Linked DNA regions of Capsicum annuum: region 2 is linked to region 1. Evidence: chromatin contacts called from public Hi-C data. All regions are on one chromosome and are shown on one strand. The core of a region is the stretch at or near the end of the contact, and the rest is flanking DNA. Distances in the headings are between cores, read along the strand shown. Region 1 has its middle 7.8 kb from the start of LOC124889018. Region 2 holds the start of LOC107847943 (BTB/POZ domain-containing protein At1g67900).

Region 1 (5,415 bases), core at 1,501-4,000:
AGGTCATTTAATAAGTTAATGCATGTATTAAAGACTTTGCATTACTAATACATAGAAAATGAGTGGTATTAGTAATGGGTGAAAATCATTTTCACCCCCAACTTTGATTAAAAAATCAAACTCCCCCCTCAACATTGAACAATAATCATACTCCCCCTTTATCCCATTCAATGTCTATTTTGTCCTTATAATTTTAATTCCACATTTATGTAATATCTTTTTATATTATATGTAATGAATATTTTTTTAACATGGATATTTATAGCATTTTATTTAAGTTTATTAACTTTATACGCAAATTAATACATTTTATAAATTTATCACAAAATTCAATATTATTTTTAAGATCGTTATTTTAGTATTATATATATTAAAGAGTCGTTTGGTGTGAGGTATAATTCTAATAATTTAGAGATAAAGTTCATGATTATTTATACTGCATTTAATTAGATGTATTAGGTAGTCTCAAAATTATTTGTCGCACCATTTTTACCATAGTGATGAGATAAGTTATCACACATACATATTAGTATAACTTACTTTGTAATAACTAATCCCGGAATAACCTGTTTCCAAACAACTCACCCCTAAGTGTGTATATATACATATGCATGTACATGCATGTGCGTATATTTTCGTGTTTTATCACTCTCTTACTAAATTTGTTTCGTATTACTTATCTTATTGTTGATATAACACAATCCTTAAGAAAATTTTACTTAGAGTTATATTTTGCTAAATTAACCTTATTAATAATAATTTGAAACTTTAAATTTGTCTATATTGTTACTTTATATAGTTATTTAACACTAAAGGGTAGAAAAAGAACATAATACAATTCTCTTGATTTCACAAATTGAGCAGATAAACTAAAACATTTATTTTTAGCATGAGGATCAAGTGATAAGAAACGATATTACCGATTGTCTATATCAGTAAATAAGTTGTGATTTCCATTAATAGAGTATTACATATTTTATAATTTATATAAATAAATATAATCTTTAAATTTTGAACTTATTTTTATTCGAGAAAAACATCTAGTATTCCTGAACTATGATCAAATTTGCTACGACACACGTCAACTTCACCGGGGTCCTATTACCCCTTAAACTAAATTTTAGCGTATTTTTATCAATCTTTTTAGCTAACGTCATACCTTTTATCAATCATTTTAGATGGCGTGCCACCTTTGATATGGGCTCCATTTTATGTAATAAAGGTGTCACATTAGCACAAAAAATGATAAAATTACTCTAAATTTGAGTTCAGGGAATAATAGGACCCCTGTGAAGTTGGAGTGTGTCGTAACAACTTTGACCATAGTTCGGGGTGGTGCTAGAGGCTTATCTCCTTCATTTATTGTTTGTATTTTCTGCATTGAAATATGTTTATAAAATTAGTAGTACTTATTATTTTCATTTGTTAAAATAAATATTATAGTTTTGATTATTATTAATAAAACTAATTTTCTTATTATGCTAATTTACTTCATAAAGATCATCATTAGCTTATATATTTCTTACTTTTTTTTCTAGAAGATAATGTTTATATTTTTAAGAAAATTATGTTATATGAATAATGTTTATGTTTTTATGAAAAAATTGTTATATGAATTTTTTTTAAAATGAAAATATGATGATGTTAAAGAAGTTAAAAAAAAAAGAATAAAAAAATTGATGATAAAGGGTAAAATAGGAATTTTAAAAAGTCAATTAGGATAAAGGAGGAGTATGATTATTGTTTAAAGTTGGGGGGTTGATTTTTAAGACAAAGTTGGGGAGGGAAAATGATTTTGACCAATTAGTAATACGCACCTTAATACACAATAGAGTGTATAACTAATATTTTCATTAGTTATATATAAACTAAAAATTATACCAAACAAAATATTTATAATACACATTAATTAATACATGCATTATTTTTGTCAACATACTCTACCAAATGACCCCTTAGTGTGTATGATAAGCATCCAAATATATATCACGTCAAACCAACCTAATCATGATTAATTGGATTACTACTAATCATATTCATTAACATGTGTCTAGGTGTGAGCCTGCCTATCTCATCATCATAATCACATTTCACACTCAATTTTTTAATTATAATTATAATTTTCTCTTTTCTATCAAACAATATATATATATATATATGATTTGATGACAAATATGGCTTGTAATATTTGTTTCCCCGTTTTTCACACATTGTTTATCAATTGGTTTGGTAAATGATGAGATACAAAATTATTATTTTATTGGACACATTTCACCCAACTCCACCCACTTAACCTCTTGTGTTTTGTTAAAGATTCGCGTGCAACGCATGGGAGGGGCACGAATGAGTGTGACCTGACCAAGTTGCCTTCACCTTTTTCATCTTCTATCTTGTAGACGGTCTAAAATAAAACAATTAGCTATCTAGTGTCATTCCATAAATTAGGATTAGAGTGCATCTTAATTGTACCTTTTTAAAATAAAAAAAAAAACTATTTTTAATAAATTTTCAGCTCAAGAAAAAAATGGGTGTAGATACCATTGTGAAGACGAATTTTCAATTAGAAGAGCTTTTTTAAAAAAAATTTAAGCATTTTATTTAACTTATTGGATGATGTGTAATTGACCTCAGTTTCATTTCCTGTTTTCTCTTGTCCCCGATTAAATGGACGAGTTAACCAAAAAGTCAAATAAAACTTATTTAGGAGTAGAAAATCTTGGAAAGGGGGCTCAATAATCACCAAATAATAAGATTGTGCTTGAAAATTTAAGGTTAGAAAAAGAGGGATAAAGCAACAATTGAGAATTGGGAAAAAAGGAAAGGCAAAAGAAGAAAGACGCTGAGAAAGCTGCAATTAGTATATCACAATCACGGCTTGTTTGGTTTAAAACAAGTTATGTTGGAATTAGTTGTTTTAAAATTAGTTATTCTGATGTCATCTTCTAGTAGTTTTGATTTGTGATACCACAAAAATAATATATATTGCATTCTTCTTAAGAATATATTGTTTATTTAAAAAAATATCTTTCACCTTATTTAGCTTAACTAATTTAACCGCATGTGTCTCGCACGTATAATATTTAATTATTTAAAATTAAATAATTTTATTTATTGCGTAGATTTTTAATAAAGTACAAAAATTCAAATCACTTGTCAAAAATCTTTCACACTTTAATTTAATAATGTAAATATCTCATTTGTGTTTGTCATTTGCGTTTGTCATAAATATCTCTTTTGCGTTTGTCATACAATTATTAATACAAAATATAATAATCTTTCACACTTTAATAAGTGATTGATGAATCATCATTCACGTTTGTCATACAATATCTCTTTTCCTTGTCGCCAGAGGATAAGAGAGACGCATCAATTTGCACCATATTTGTGTTACGATTATTTTCTTATACTTAAGAATTTTTTCTTATTTTAAAGTCAAATCTTTACAAAATCATTGATTTACGTACTTAAAACTTTTTAAAATTTGGTACTTCTTAAATTTTTCTTATTCTAACAGTTTTATATTTATTTCTAGATTTTTCAAGTATTCTTAAAATTAAATTTAGTTGATTTAAAATGTTTAAACTAATGCAAAAAGTATTAGTTGTCATTAGTTTTGATAACTTCTAATAATGAAGGGGTTTACTATAAATATATTTAATTAGTTTTTAACTCTTAAATTAGGAAAAAATAGTGAAATTTTGATGGCTTCTAATAAGAAAATGTTTTACCATAAATATATTTAATTAATTTTCAACTGTTAAATGTTTGGAAAAAATAGTGAAAATGCGATTTTGTTTAAAGCAATGACTTTTAATTAAGGGTAAAAAGTTCAAATAACATATCTAATGCCGTTCACACTTTTAATATATCATAAATTATAAACTATACATTATAGATTATAGATATAAATTATTTTTATGAAAATTGAAAATTATATTGATAAGGTGAACTATTATTTTTATGAAAGTTCTATCATGTCATATAAACAAAAGTAAAATAAAGATTAGACAACTGCAGTGTTGATTCGAATCATATGATAAATTCATTAGTCCCAACAATAGAGCAAATAATGTCATCAATGGTGTTGCTCCTAATCTGCAGGACAGTAAAAATAAATAAATACACAAAAATATGTGAAAAGTAATAAAGTCTCTTGTTTACTAGAGAACGTATTTTAAAAAAAAAAAAAGTGATTAAATAATTAACAAAATGAAAAAGGTAATATAATGACAATCCCCAATAACTTTATATTAAAACATATACTCCATGAAAATTCTTTTAACTAAACAATGAGTATAGTAAATACTTCAAAATAAAAAAAATGAACTGAAATAGAATTGAAATATTTAAAAGCTTCAAGCACATCCACCACTGTTCTTAAATTGGTTATCATCATCAAATCTCCATGAATGCGAACATAATCTATTGGGAAGGTAATTTGGTTATTTTATAGCTTTATCTCAAGATAAATTATATTGGAATTATTATATCATCAAAAGGATGGAATAACTTATTCTTGTACTATTTGTTAATATCGGGATAAATTATTTTGAATGTGACAACCAAATAAGACACCAAAATTTTTATTTTAAAATTATTATTTTATTTTAAAATTATTTATTCTAATATGTTGCACCAAACGATCCCTTATTTCTCTTCCCACATAGATGAAAATAATATACACTTGTATATGAAATAATGTTGCATTTGACAAACAAAATATACTCAAGATCTTACATATAGGTGACTTTTGACAAATAAGGTTTAATTATATGAAAATGCAATTTTATCTAATTAGAATCTTTAAATGTATACTGCCAAAAACAATTAGAGCAAATTGGGAAATCCTTTGAAGTGATCCCATTGTGACAATTATTTAGTGCTGCAGAAAAAGTAAGGGTATAGGAGGCAATGCCAGAGGAAAACCATTGGAGTTTGGTCTGTTGCCTTAGTGGCAAGATTCATACTTGCATTCATTCATGATAGAAAATAACAAGACGTCTACCGAAAAAGGAGGCCCACAATGTGTATGGTCGATTTACACAAATTGTCTCTTTTTTGGTCACTATTTAAATTTTCTTTCCATTTATAAAAGGTGTAAATATAACCTTGAAACGTACCCCTCCAAAAAACTTTTTTCGGATCAATGTAATTAACCATAGCATTTAGCAGGTCCTCTCCCTATTTAGAAACTTATGTAGAATTATTACAAGTCAATTTTACTTGGTGGTATAAATAACGGAAAACTTATGTTAAATGCATTTTTCGGTTAATTAGTTTATTAATATGATCGGAGTATACATTATCTATATACTTCAACTGTATTTGTTCTATATATATATATATGTATGTTGTGTAGAGGTAGTGTATGTATATTATATGTTTAGTATATATAAATTTAATATAAGATATACG
Region 2 (5,415 bases), core at 1,429-3,928, 100 kb after region 1:
ATGAGAAGAAAGTAAAAAGAAGAAGAAAAATGAGAAAGAGGAGGGAGAAATATTAATTTTGAGAAATAAGGGTAAAAAGGTGAGGATACTTTTTATTTTTCAAAAATTTATATTTAAATCAAAATTTTATATAAGTAAATTTTTTTTAAAAAAATAAAATAAATAGGTTGAATGACTTTCTGAGTAAAAATGTGATAGTCAAGTGACTTTTAAAGTAAAGATCAAAATCAAATGAATTTCTGAAAAACAATTCATAATTGAGTCACTTTAAAAATAAATATCAAAATTAAGTGTTTTTTTAGAATAAAAAATCATAATAACCATTTGAGTTAGTAACTCTCAAGAAAGTAGAACATGAAATGAGTAGAAATTCAAGAGTCCAATTGTTTCAAGAAAAGAATATCATTCAACCAAAAATAAAAAATAAAAAAAAATCGAAGTTTACTCCTCAATTTTAAATCATGTGATAAATTATCCTTAAATTGAAGCTCCTTTTAAGAGTCGAAAGCATAACGAGACTTTTTCTAACACGGGGTAATGTTTGATCAAAAGTCTCACGGACATGCCTAAGGAAGTTATTACGACATATTTTGTAATATAAAAATTCATCATAAATTGACTAATTTATTGTTGAATTAAAAAGAGTTACTTTTTTTAAAAAAATTAATACAAAATTATTATTCTCTCTTTGATAGATCTATAATCTATAATATATTAAAAGTGTGAACACCCTTAGAAAAGTGATTCGAACTTTTTATCCTTTATTAAAAGTTTCTCCTTTAGACAAATCGTCTTTTCACTATTTTTATAAATTATTATTAATTATATTTATAATATTATCTCCTAAAATATATGGAATCAGGAGTTTAAAATATATATGATAAGACTTAACAAACATTGCCTTATTTTTTGGCAAAAGAAAAACGTAGGAGTATATTTGGTAAAATTAAAAAGTTGTTATTACTTTTAACAATTTTTGTAAAAAAGGCATTAAGAAAGAAAAACGTAGGAGTATATTTGGCAAAAACAAAAGGTATTGTTATTTTATTTAAAAATTTTATTCATTCATTTCTTAAAATTTTTTATCAATTGTTCAATATCTATAATTTATCTATATAATATATTAAAAGTGTAAAAACATTGAACCATTTACCTTTCATTACAAGACTTTTCTTTAGATAAAACTGTTTTTTCACTATTTTTTAAATTTATTATTTAATTATTTTTTATTATATTAACTAGACTTCCTAAAATATATGGAACTCCTAAGATATACGGTAGGAAAATTAATTAATATTTTTCTTTCTACTAGACGTTCTAAAATATATGAGTCTCCTAAAATATATGGTAGGAGAATTAATTAATATTTTTCTTTCTACTGTTCAATTAGAAAAATACTCCTAAAATAGGACTCTATTAATATTTTATTTAAAAATTTTATTTATTCACTTTTTAAAAGATCTTATCAATTGTTTAACATCTCTAATCTATATCTATCTATAATCTATCTATATAATATATTAAAAGTTTGAAGAGTCTCAGAAAAGTGATTTAAATTATTTACCCTTCATTACAAGATTCTTCTTTAGACAAAACTGTCTTTTCACTATTTTTTATATTTATTATTTAATTATTTTTTATTGTATTAACTAGACTTCCTAAAATATATGAGACTCTTAAAATATATGGTAGGAGAATTAATTAATATTTTTTTTACTACACTTTCTAAAATATATGAGACTACTAAAATATATAATAAGAGAATTAATTAATATTTTTCTTTCTACTGTTCAATTAGAAAAATACTCCTAAAATATGACTCTATTAAGGAAATACTTCTACAAATATTGAGATGTACGTTAAACTAGAGAACAAATCGATTTCCCTATTGGGAGAATATGGTTGATGCTCATCTAACTTAATTCAATTGCATGTCAAGATGGTGGATGCTTGATTTTCTAACTCTCAACTTCTTGACTATTTTTGTCAGCATAATAAAATTCAACATGTGTGTATTAATATATCTTCTTTATTTTTGTGTGTAAAGATTATATTTAATTATATTATTTTGATATTTCTATCGTTATATTATTTTGTTGCAATTTACAGATGGTAGATGAATGTCGATCGACTTTTAAAAATATTTTTTGTAAAGACGAGATTTAATAAATAAATTCTCAATCTTTACATATTCAAAAGATATTAAATTTAATTAATATATTCATCGTTATTATTTAAATAAATATTCTATTTAATGTAATGTTTGAACTCATTAAAGTGAGGTACTTACGCGTACACCTAAACTAGTTACTAGATATGTGTGTGTAAAATTAAGAGTAATTTTACACTCACATATCTAGTAATCTATCAAAAAGAGAATAATAATTATGTATTAATTTTTTAAGAAAGAATAACCCTGTAATTTTACACTCACGTATCTAGCAATCTATCAAAGAGAGAATAATAATTATGTATTAATTTTTTTAAAAAAAGAATAACCCTTTGTAATTCAACAACAAATTAATCAATTTATGATGATTTTTTTATATTGCAAAATATGTCAGAATGACTTCCTTAGCCATGTCCGTCAGACTTTTGGTCTAAATGAATTTTATGATTTTTTTTTTTGTCTTTTCCAATTTCAGTTATTAATATTAAAATAAATTTTGTGGCTGTACATTTTCCTTTTTTCTTTCTTGTTTCTTTTTTAAAATTGACCGGTATTGTATTGGTCCTTTAATCTTAATGAGAATTGGGGTACCTTTGATTCTTTATGTTTGCATGTCTAAATCTAACTGCAAACTTGACAGTAAGGACAAGAATTTTGGGAGTGCTTGATTTTCTTGGTTCATGTCATTTTAGTCATCATCATCTTTATTATAAATTGCATTAGTGCTAGCCAGATGCTAACAAATCCCACAACCTTTAGACAATCCTTTAGTTTTATGTCCCTTCTCTTTTTAATCTTCATTCTCCTAAGCAACTATTTGTGAGTTGAATAAGTGTCAATCTTGTTGGGTAATTTACCAAACTTTTAGAAAAATTAACAAGACAGGATATTCTAAAGGGGGTGTATAACTAAGTGGTGTTTCTTTTTGTTTTTAGACAATATCTATTGCTAGTAGCTGGAGGAGGAACTTTCAAAGGTAGTGGTGTCTAAAAAAGTGAACCTTTCAACTATCGTAACAAATGGCTTTGTCTCTGTCTCTTTGATTCTGCCATGGTTTTGCATATTGGATGATATATTTTTGTTTTTGAGAGCATTAACATACAAAAAGAAAAGCCTCAAAAACATGAAGTTTATGAAACTTGGATCTAGGCCTGACACTTTCATCACTACTGAGGCTGTAAGGTAACTTCATGTTTTCTTTCTCTGTTTCTTGGATTCAGCTAGAAATAGTTTAGAAGACTTCAAAGAAACCAAGATTTCCTTTCTTGATGCAACAACAACATACCAGTGAAAACGCACAAGATGGGTCTGGGAGGGTAGAATGTATGCAAACCTTACCTCTACCTCTTAGAGGCAGAGAGCCTGTTTCCAAAAGACTGTCGGCTCATTTTTTTTTCTTGATGCAGGTCAGTTAATTCTGAAGTTATTAGTGATCTCATAGTCCAAGTAAAGGGTAGCAGATATTTGCTTCACAAGGTTAAATTTCTAACTTTTCTGGGTTCCTTCTCTTTTTCTTTTCCACTTGGTCAATATTTGGCTGAACTTGAAAAATGAGGACTTTGAAGTATATTAAATTCTTGATAGTTGAAATTGTGTTGAATTTTTGTGAGTGAACGAATTTTTTCAATTTAAATACTCATTGAGTTTTCAACTTCAAATTTTCTATTTTTATTCAAGGTTAAAATAACTATGGATGTACACATAATTTGTATATCCAAATGCCTACTAATGTCGAGCTAATTGTGTTAAACAGTTTCCTCTGCTGTCAAAGTGCTCAAGGCTGCAGAGGCTATGCTCTGAAAGTCCAGAAACCTCACAGCACCAAATTGTGCAGCTACCAGATTTTCCTGGTGGAATTGAAGCATTTGAGCTATGTGCAAAATTCTGCTATGGAATCACTATTACTCTAAGTGCCTACAACATTGTTGCGGCTCGGTGTGCTGCAGAGTACCTGCAGATGACAGAGGATGTAGAGAAAGGAAACTTGATTTACAAACTCGAAGTATTCTTCAATTCTTGCATACTTTCAGGTTGGAAAGACTCAATTGTGACATTACAGATTACTAAGTCCTTTCCTTTATGGTCTGAGGACTTGGGAATTACAAGCAGATGTATTGAAAACATTGCTTCAAAAGTCCTGGCTCATCCTTCAAAGGTGAATTTGTCGAGGACCTACTCAAGAAGAGGCCCGAGGGATGATATTTCTTGCAATGAATCTGAAAGCAGAAGGCATAATAAAGGTTCATCTAAAGTTTGGTGGGCTGAAGATTTAGCAGAATTGAGCATAGACCTTTATTGGAGAAGTATGATAGCCATCAAATCTGGTGGGAAAGTACCTGCTAGTGTTATCGGTGATGCATTGCGAGTTTATGCTTCAAGATGGTTACCAAACATTTCAAAGTATGCAAATCATGAGAAGCATGTGGTACATGATCAATCCGAATCAGATTCAATTGGAAAACACAGGCTGCTTTTGGAGTCAATAATCAGCTTGTTACCAGCTGAAAAGGGGGCAGTTTCTTGTAGTTTCTTGTTGAAACTGCTTAAAGCCGCTAACATTCTGAAGGCTTCTTGTTCATCCAAGATGGAATTGGCAAGAAGGGTTGGGCTTCAATTAGAAGATGCTAGTGTTAATGATCTGTTAATACCTTGTGTCTCACACACATTTGACACAATTTATGATGTGGATGTGGTTATCACCATATTACAACAGTTCATGTTGCAGGTGCAAAGTCCCCCAACGAGTCCACTAAGAAGGAAAGGAGATTTTGAGAGGAGAAGGTCCCGGTCCGCGGAGAATATTGACCTTGAGTTTCAAGAAAGCAGAAGATCTTCTTCAGCATCACATAGCTCAAAACTCAAGGTAGCTAAGCTTGTCGATGGATATCTTCAAGAAATTGCCAGTGACACAAATTTGCCCCTGTCAAAATTCATAACAATTGCTGAAGCAATTCCAGAGTTTGCCAGGCTTGACCATGATGATCTTTACAAAGCAATTGACATCTATCTCAAGGTAAAATTGCAGATAACATCTTCAACTATACCATTATCTTTTGCCCAATTACTGTTGAGGTTTCTATTTTATTTAAAGAAATCAAAAACGTTACATCCATATGTAGAAATAATTCTTTGCATATGTCCTAAGTGTTAAAAACTAGGATGTGGGGCATTACCATGTTAGCAGATAACCAACTCTTTGACATCTTAATATCCTCAAATTCAATGTTCAGTTAGAATTAGAAGCT

What was found. Hi-C and Micro-C count contacts between places; a contact is called where the count stands out from the background.
Region 2: a Hi-C map of leaf shows a contact between it and region 1, with 3 times the contacts expected there. The contact joins the promoter of LOC107847943 here to the enhancer-like site in region 1. A contact is called at or near these places in 4 of 5 Hi-C or Micro-C datasets (bud, leaf and placenta).

What each region holds. Positions count from the first base shown.
Region 1 is chr11:132,848,376-132,853,790 of UCD10Xv1.1, forward strand. No RefSeq gene overlaps it. Among protein-coding and RNA genes, the nearest start is that of LOC124889018, 7.8 kb to the right of the region's middle. Within about 2 kb of position 2,751, at least 3 of the 5 cell types and tissues checked have an H3K27ac peak or open chromatin away from gene starts, as enhancers often do. A contact at or near this core is called in leaf, where this site is marked.
Region 2 is chr11:132,948,479-132,953,893 of UCD10Xv1.1, forward strand. LOC107847943 (BTB/POZ domain-containing protein At1g67900) reads left to right here and starts at 2,679. Exons shown (of 4, transcript XM_016692561.2): 1 at 2,679-3,352; 2 at 3,577-3,646; 3 at 3,924-5,183. The coding sequence starts at 3,294.